2 separate regions of the Rattus norvegicus genome follow, and region 1 is linked to region 2. The links are chromatin contacts, called in public Hi-C maps. All regions are on one chromosome and are shown on one strand. The core of a region is the stretch at or near the end of the contact, and the rest is flanking DNA. Distances in the headings are between cores, read along the strand shown.

The links. Hi-C and Micro-C count contacts between places; a contact is called where the count stands out from the background.
Region 1: a Hi-C map of mammary epithelial cells shows a contact between it and region 2, with 2.3 times the contacts expected there. The contact joins the enhancer-like site here to the promoter of Lin52 in region 2. A contact is called at or near these places in 3 of 12 Hi-C or Micro-C datasets (the A7r5 cell line, the Rat2 cell line and mammary epithelial cells).

What each region holds. Positions count from the first base shown.
Region 1 is chr6:110,124,543-110,128,547 of GRCr8, forward strand. It overlaps Npc2 (NPC intracellular cholesterol transporter 2), which reads right to left. Exons shown (of 4, transcript NM_173118.2): 4 at 3,783-4,005. Among named protein-coding and RNA genes, the nearest start is that of Npc2, 23 kb to the right of the region's middle. Within about 2 kb of position 2,054, at least 18 of the 93 cell types and tissues checked have an H3K27ac peak or open chromatin away from gene starts, as enhancers often do. A contact at or near this core is called in the A7r5 cell line, where this site is marked.
Region 2 is chr6:109,827,937-109,832,088 of GRCr8, forward strand. It overlaps Lin52 (lin-52 DREAM MuvB core complex component), which reads left to right and starts at 2,313. Exons shown (of 6, transcript NM_001398854.1): 1 at 2,313-2,350. The coding sequence starts at 2,332. It overlaps Aldh6a1 (aldehyde dehydrogenase 6 family, member A1), which reads right to left and starts at 1,789. Exons shown (of 12, transcript NM_031057.2): 1 at 1,695-1,789. The coding sequence starts at 1,745.

The DNA.
Region 1 (4,005 bases), core at 804-3,303, 300 kb after region 2:
CTCCAGGACACAAAGGCCCGGAGCAGGGGGACAGTGATCCTACTCCTGCCAATCTCAGGATGAAATTTCTGGGGTTTGGACACATTTCTACCCCATTCTTGCTTTGCCACAGCTCCCGCTCCTGCTCCAAAACTCCCCAGCCCCAATAAGTCCCTGTATCATGTATTATGTGTATACCACGCCTAAAAAAGGGTGTCTGATCCCCTGGAAGTGCAGTTACAGAGAGCTATGAACCATCATGTGGGTGCTGAGAACGAAATCCCAGTCTTCTGGAAGAGCAGCCGATAACCACTGAGCCACCTCTTCAGCCCCACATCTAGGTTTTTTAGAGATCCGAGGACGGGTTCTCACACTTCTTTGGCAAGCATTTTTATCTAGTAAGTTGTCTATCTCCTGCCCTCACTGTTCACACACACACACACACACACACACACTCTTCAAAATCAAGCAGCCCAGGATCTGAAGTTGTTTCACCTATTGGTTTTGACTAGCATGAAGAACAGACCATAACAATGGGGGTCTTGAGATTTACCTGCCTCAAACTCACATAAGAGAGGAGTTGGGTCTAAGACTCAAGGCTCGCACAGAGACCGGCCTTGGAAAGTGCAGGACTCTCTGTGTGCTTAGGATTGGAGGCTTCTGTGTTAATGACTGTGAACTTTCTGTAGGAATGACCTTTCAAACTAATCCTCCCACGGGAGTCTACCTATCTCACAACTGCAGGCTCCAGTGAGCCTCCTGGTGGCTGGCTGGCAAACAGTCCTAAGCTGTTGGGTCACCTCCTGCTCACATAAGGACACTAACAGAGCTTCCCCCTCCCTTCCCTAATTTTTTGGGGTTTGGGAGGTGTTAGTTACTACAGAGCTAAAAAGGCAAGACAAATCTTTAGGGAATAGGGAGTCAGCAAACACAGAAGTGAGTTCCTCCTGGCCCCTCAGCAAGCCCCCACACAAAGAAGATAGCTGTGTTTTTTTCTGAGGAGATACATTACCACACATCAGATTGAGCCTCTGGATTTTCCTATTTCTAGACAAAACGAGCAGCCTAGCACAAGGGCTGATGCCAGCAGCGTGTATGCTACACGCCCTGACTCATGTAAGTGTTTTACATGCCTCATTTCACTTCACACTGTGCCACCATTGTCCCTGGTCAATGGATTAGGAAAATCAAAATTGAAGCTCGGGGAGATGAACTCATTTACAGCTCACACTCGCAGCTGAATAATTGGAGGAGCCATCATCTAACCACAGGCAGTTGGAAGCAGTGACCTCAGTAGGTAACTACTTTTGGAGTTCACATGATTCTGACTCATACCTCCTCTACATGGGAAGACAGGGTGGGCTCAGGGGTAAAGAATAGACAAAGGACCTCAGATAGTACAGCGGGTAAACTGATGGCTGGCAAGAACTTCATTACTGACCCATTGCTGCCCCCTGGTGGTTGTCCTGGAAAACTCACAGGTGAAGAAACAAGGGTCCAGTGCTATTTGGATTCTATGTATGTGGGGTTTGAGGTAGAAGCAGGGAGGATCAGAAATTCAAGGTTTTCTGATACGTGGCAAGTTCAAAGCCAGCCTGAGATATATCAGACCTCATCTCAAAAATAATGTGTGTGTTCCCTACAACAAACTATGATCTATGACCATATCTGTCATTTCAAGATTTAATCAGTGGAACTTTTATCGGCTAGGATGCTCTCTACCTTTTCCTCCCTCCTTCCTTCCCTCCCTCCCTCCTTCCTCCTTTTCTCTCTCTTCCCCTCCCCCTCTCTCTGAGACTGAGTCTCATTTAGCCCAGGCCGGTCTTGAATTCATTTTATAGGTGGGGTTGGTCTCATTCCTCTGCCTTCTAGCACTGAGATTGAGTCAGGGGAGGTGTGGGTAGATGACAGAGGGGTTAAGTATGTACAAATTCAGGCTGGTGTGGGACTCGTGACCCTTCTGCCTCTTGTTGGCTGAGTCTACTTCTTTATTTAAACAGGATCTCACTATGCTGCTTGGACTGGCTTGGAACTCATCTCCCTCCTGCCTCCTTAGAGCCACTGCCTCTTTTTCCTTCCCTTTCTAGGCTTCCCCATCAGGGCATGTGATGTCCCGGTCACCACTCCTCGGGTGTTGCTATTCATTGGGTAATGTTTGCTGCTTCGAGCATGCTTGGCAGTGTAAATACAGCAACTCAGCACAAGGTTACTTTCTATGGAGAAGGAAACAGGGAGTGTCTGTGAGTTGGGTCTTCTCTAGAGCTTCGGAGCCAAAGTTCACTGTGCAGGGTGCAGAGTGCAGAGGCCATGGCTGGAACCCCAGGACCAGCCAGGAAAGCCCACCTAATCTGTCACAATTCCACCCACCTAGAGCTATCTTCACAAAGTCACACCTAGATGGGGTGCAGCATCAGCCTAGGATTTGGACAGAGGGTGCCCCCTCTCCCAGGAAGGGCTGGGATGGGGGTGCCAGTGACTTGTAAATAGCAAGCCCTCTAGACTAATTTATTACTTTTTATTGGTAATTTATTAGTCAGGTGGTCCCTCTGGTGGACTCGGCTGTCTGTCTTGTCCTTAGCCCCTAGAGTGCAGCCTCCAGACCCTGTTCTCTGGGCCAAGGCTTTGGGCAACTTCCTTTTTCTAGTTTGTCCCGTCCTTTCCAAGTGTATGTGTGTGTCCATCCCATTCAACCCAAGACCCACTTCAAGGCACACAAAAGCTGGTCCCTGATGAGTTTGGACAGGATTTGGAAGCTGCACCCCGAAGCAGGAGGATCACTAGTTCAGTGGTGGGCTGCACTCTGAAGACTTCCTTCTGTGTTTGAATAGCTCTCCTCAGACTGTCCTTACTCCCCTCTGCCTGTGATCCTGCATGCTTCAGTTTAGGCAAAGTGTGGGAACATGGGGCTTGGGAGATGGGGAATGCTCTGGTTTAAGGCAGAATAGCCTGTACGCCTTGTAGAAAGTAAGTGACAAACTTAAGGACCATCAAAGTGGGAAAGGTATCCACTGCAGGGATGGGACAAAGCACTTGTCTAGCCAAGTGAGGATAATGTTTGACCACCAACCCGCACCCCCACCCCCAGCACCACAAAAATCAATGCCCAAGTGCAGAGTCCCATGTGTGTGAGGCCCAGCATGGTGAGCCTGGGAGCACAATGTGACCTCCCTTGAGTGCCAGTCAGAGGACCGAGTGGACCCCAGCTGTGCTGTGTAATTCTGGAGGCGCGTCTTTCCCATTCTGTGCCTGTGTTGCTGTGTTTACAGGACTAACCCCAGTGACTTGCACACTTCATGTGCACTGAGCACCCCTGAATTCCCCCTAGCTTTCTGTGATCCAAGCAGCAGAGGTCTCCAAGGCCAGAAGCTTACCCCACCATGGCCCAGTAAGATTCCTGGCTCAGGACAGGATCTCCCGGCCCTACTGTATGCATGGCCATGGGGAAGCCCAGGCTGTCCCCATAATGCTATGTGATCCAGCAGCCATCTGGTAGGTTGTCAGTGATGTGGCTCTCCACACTCCATGAGGGGAATTTGCAGGCACTCAAACCCTCTCCCCACCCTCCCTGACTCCCAGCCAGTACTGTCTGCTGGAAGAGACCAAGGCTGTGCGTGAGTAGCCCTCAACCCCTTGGAGCTGGCAGCAAATGAAGACCCATGATGATGAAAAAAAAAAAAAAAGAGGAAAAGGAAGTGTCTGTGAGTCTTCTCTAGAGCTTCGGAACTGGGTGCTGCCTGCTACGGACCTAAGAGACTGCCATCTGGAAGAAGTGGGCGGCCACAGACTGAACACAAACACGAGAGTGGCAAGTTAGAATTTATGGGGAGGCTCCATCTCACGTGCGGAGAGAGGATACAGACTAATACTGTTAAAAAACAAAACCAAGCACCTGCAACCAAGTATTGGCTTTAATGAAAACTACCAAAGAACAAGAGCTAACCGCAAAGCAGCAGCCAGTCAGAGCTAAGTTTCTGCGCAGACCTTCCCTCAGGCCGTCTCTGGACCATGGAGAGTTAGTCACTGCTG
Region 2 (4,152 bases), core at 1,063-3,562:
AACCATTTACTAAGTACTAGGTTTCATTGAAGTGTCTTCAGGCATGTCAGTATACAATGTTGCCTTTCACTCTCTTCTTTACCTGCCCTCCTTATCTCTGCTCCTGCTCTCTGGCAGGTTCCCTTCCCAGGCTGGTTTTGAAGTGGTCTCAAGAGATTTTCCTGCCTCTGTTTCTCCAAGAGCTAGGCCTGCATACATGTACCACATGACCACATAGACTACCCTTTATCAAATTGTCATATTACAATAACTCCTAATTGTCTAAGAACTATTTCTGGTCTTTTTCCAAGTCAGTTTAGAGGTTTTTACAACTTGGGTTTTTTTTTAAGAGTATTTGTTCCAAAAATAACATATATGGGAAGAGAAATTCTACTCCTTTGTGCAAAGGACAAAATACCTTAGGATTTTTAGTGACTTGTGGTAATGGGGTAAGGACGAGAGGGGAGCAATTTTTATAAAGGATGTTAAGAGGTTGGCAATGGAAAACGTAGAGAGGAAATGCTGTATCTGTTACTCCAAAAAGACACCAGAATAGCGCCAGGGGAGTGAAGTCATGCCAACCTTCTAAGACCTCCAGCTCACTCTCTTCATGGTCCCATTAAACAACATTCAAACCTGAACCTTTGGTGACTCGGCCAAGAACCAAATGCACGCACACATTTCTGCAGTAGAACTCCTAAAAACCTGATGAACAGACATAAAATTTTATATAAAAGTGCAACAGGAGACATTCCTAGGCTGGATGAATAAAAGACATCGTTGCTTAATGCTGGATTAAGAATCTTGCCGGGAATAGAGCAAATCTTGTGTCAGATTCTAAGTCCGTGCTACGATGCAAACACATGGGAAAGGCTATAATCAAAGCCGGGACCACAGGCCTGAGGCTTCTGTAGCTCTACAACTTCCCTTGGGCTGGCTTCTTTCTGTGCGGTTAAAATCGTAGCCTAGAAGAGTGGAGGGTGTGTTGGCACTTGAGAACTGACTCTGGGAACGTGTCTTCCTAGGGTCTCATCTTCTACCACCTGTTTGGGGAATGTTTAGTAGCGTTAGCAAAACAATAACGCCCTTATTTATCTCGAAAGTTTAACTTCGCTGAGAAAGTTTAACTTGGCCCAGAGCTTGGGAAAAAAACACTAAGGGCCAGAATAGTTGGTAAACGCTAGCAAATGGCTGCCTTTGATGTGAAAAGCCAGGGTACATGTCTAGAGATTCAAAGTTTCTTCTCTGACCCTTGTTCCATGTTCCTACCCCCTCTTACCTCACATAGAGGCTGGATGGGGGAAGGGACGCTCCTGGCAAAGGAAAGTATTCTATAAACAGTAACCAAAAGGAGTTTCTGGGGCCCAGAGGTGGCTGGCACAGAGGTGAAAGGGAGTCCGTGGGAGGAACCAATGAGAGAAAGCAAGCCCGCGGGTGATAGCAAAGACTGAGCTGGACTGAAGGTGGGTGGGTCAGAGCTAGAAAAGGAAAGGATCAGGAGTAAAAGTGGGGTGGGCCAGGCGTGACCGTCCGGGGCTGGATTCCCGGGCCAGGCAATACGGAGTGACAGCTCAAACACACGGGTCTGGTGGAACACAAGGGTCTGCAAAGAAGGGTCTGGGCCAAGAAATCTGTCCAGCAGAAGCATGGTTTAGAGACCGGGCGGAAAGGACCCATTTCTAACGTCATGGTCCCTCGTCGCCACCCTCACTCGCCTGCAGGATCCGGGACCGCACTGCTGCTGCTGCCGCCACTGCCGCCGCCATGGCTCACCAGACTCTGCCCAGCTCCCCGCGCCTCCGCTGCCAGTGCCTCCCTAGAAGCTACAGCGCTAAGCTACGCCCCGAACACAACCTAGCCTCTCCATTGGAGGGAAGGGGCACTTTTCATAACCAATCATGTGTCAGGATTCTTGACTCCACCCATCACTCCCAGCCTTGGGGATAGGTGATTGGTCAAAGGCGGAAGCGTTTTCCTCTTCTCTGACTTCAGCCTATTTTTGTTGGCGGAGATAGGGAGACGCCCCCTAGACTTGGTACTGCATATTAAGCACACGGGGAAGACGCCCCCTAACCGAGAACTCCGATTGGCTATAGGTAGGCCCTCAAGGTCCCGCCCCTTTGCTAAGGAAAGTAAATAAAGTCCTTGAAGAATTTTGCCTGAGTTTCACCTTAACTACCACTCGCGGGTAGGGCTGCTGTCTAGGGTGGGACTAGGCAAATATTACCCTATGAGATAGGGAAACGAGACCGGGCTGTGAGTTAAGGATAGGTTACCCCTGTAAGGGGCGTGGCTTGCGGATCCTCGCTTTCCCGCCGACGGTTGGCCACGTCACGTGACATGGGCTGGAAGATGGCGTCTCCCACAGACGGTAAGAGCCGGCTTGGAAATTGTTGGCCTGTAGTCTCATTATTTGCTCCTCTGGGAACTTCCACAGCCTTCACGCTTACGCTTTTTTTCTTGGGCCCCTCTTCCTTCTCTCCCACTTCTCTTCTTTGGGCTGTGTCGGCTTTTCAGCTAGCAGGTGCCTGGTACCAGGTCTCCCCGCTGTGTACTAGGTAGGTGAAGGAGGCCACCAACCGGTGAGACCCTATCCGGGAAAAGGACAGAGGTCGCTCCGGCCCATCGGTGATGCTGAGGGGAAAGGGAGGGAACTTTCTTTTTGAACAGGCCCATTGGAGTGTTGGTTCTGTTCTCAGTAGAGCTGAGACGAGTCTCTCAAGCTCTATAGCTTTGAGTGGTGACTGACATGAGGTCTAGGGTTCATCCCTGTACCAAGCCGGGAGAGAAGGATGCTTGTCCCCTCAGTTCAGGACCGTTGCCTTGGCAGCAGGGAACCGGGGACCTGGTTTCCTTACCCTGATTCCCGAGGGAATGAAAATTAGCCTTGTTAATGTAGTTTCGCACGCTTCTCAACCCTTAAACCATCACTCCCTCTACTTCATGTGTTGTTTCCTTAGACTGAGGGCAGGAACAATTCTGCTTGTATTTCGTCTCAGGTGGTAAATAGGTGTTTTCGTTATACCCGTATGCTTTTGCTCGCGGTTCTGCTTTAGCATTTGGAATTCTCTTCTGTCATTACTCAGTATCTCAGTATATTCCTTGTCTATTAACTTTGCCCGGGCCACACCCAATTATAAATTCCAAGTCTGTCTTATTTCATACGTTTAATCCTAGGTTCTAGAATAATGCCTGTAAAGCATTTGGCCATAAATAAGTTAACGTTCATCCAAAAGTGAAACTGGCCTTGGTATGTGACCCCTAATTTTAGCTACTTGGTAGATTGAGGCAGGAGGATTGTTGCTTCAGGCTTGTCTAGGCTGCAGAATGAATTGTAGGCAAAATGTGTCTCAAATACAAAGTTGGGGTTTAGTTGGCAGTTGTTGGGTTTTGTTTTATTTTATTTTTTAACCCTAGACAAGGTTTCTCTGTGTAGTCCTGGCACTTGCTCTTTATACAAAGCTGGCCTCGAACTCAGAGCTCCTCCTATCTCTGCCTCCCAAATGCTAGAGTTAAAGGCACAAACCACCACCACCCACCTTCAAATAAAAAGTTTTCTTTTAAAAAGTAAGGGAAGAGTGGCTGGAGAGATGGCTCAGCGGTTAAGAGCACTGACTGCTCTTTCAGAGGTCCTGAGTTCAATTTCCAGTAACCACATGGTGGCTCCCAACCATCTGTAATGAAATCTGGTGCCCTCTTCTGGTGTGCGGGGGTACATGCAGGCAGAACAGTGTATAGGTAATAAATCTTTTTAAAAATGTGAGGATACAGGGGGCTGGAGAGATAGCTCTCAGTGGTTAAGAGTACCTGGTGCTTTTGCAAAAGACCTGGATTCTTTTTTTTTTTTTTAAGGTTTATTTATCTAATGTATATGAGTACTTTATACACCGTAGCTGTCCTCAGACACACCAGAAGAGGGCTCCCATTACAGATGGTTGTGAGCCACCATGTAGTTGCTGGGAATTGAACTCAGGACCTCTGGAAGAGCAGCCAGTGCTCTAAACCACTGAGCTATATCTCTCTAGCCCCAAGACCTGGATTCTATTCCCAGTATCTACATGGCAACTCACAACTGTGACTCTGACCTCCATGGACATCAGGTATGCATGTGCTCCACATATATACTGTGCAGACAAACAGTCATACACATAAATAAATCTAAAAATGAAAAAT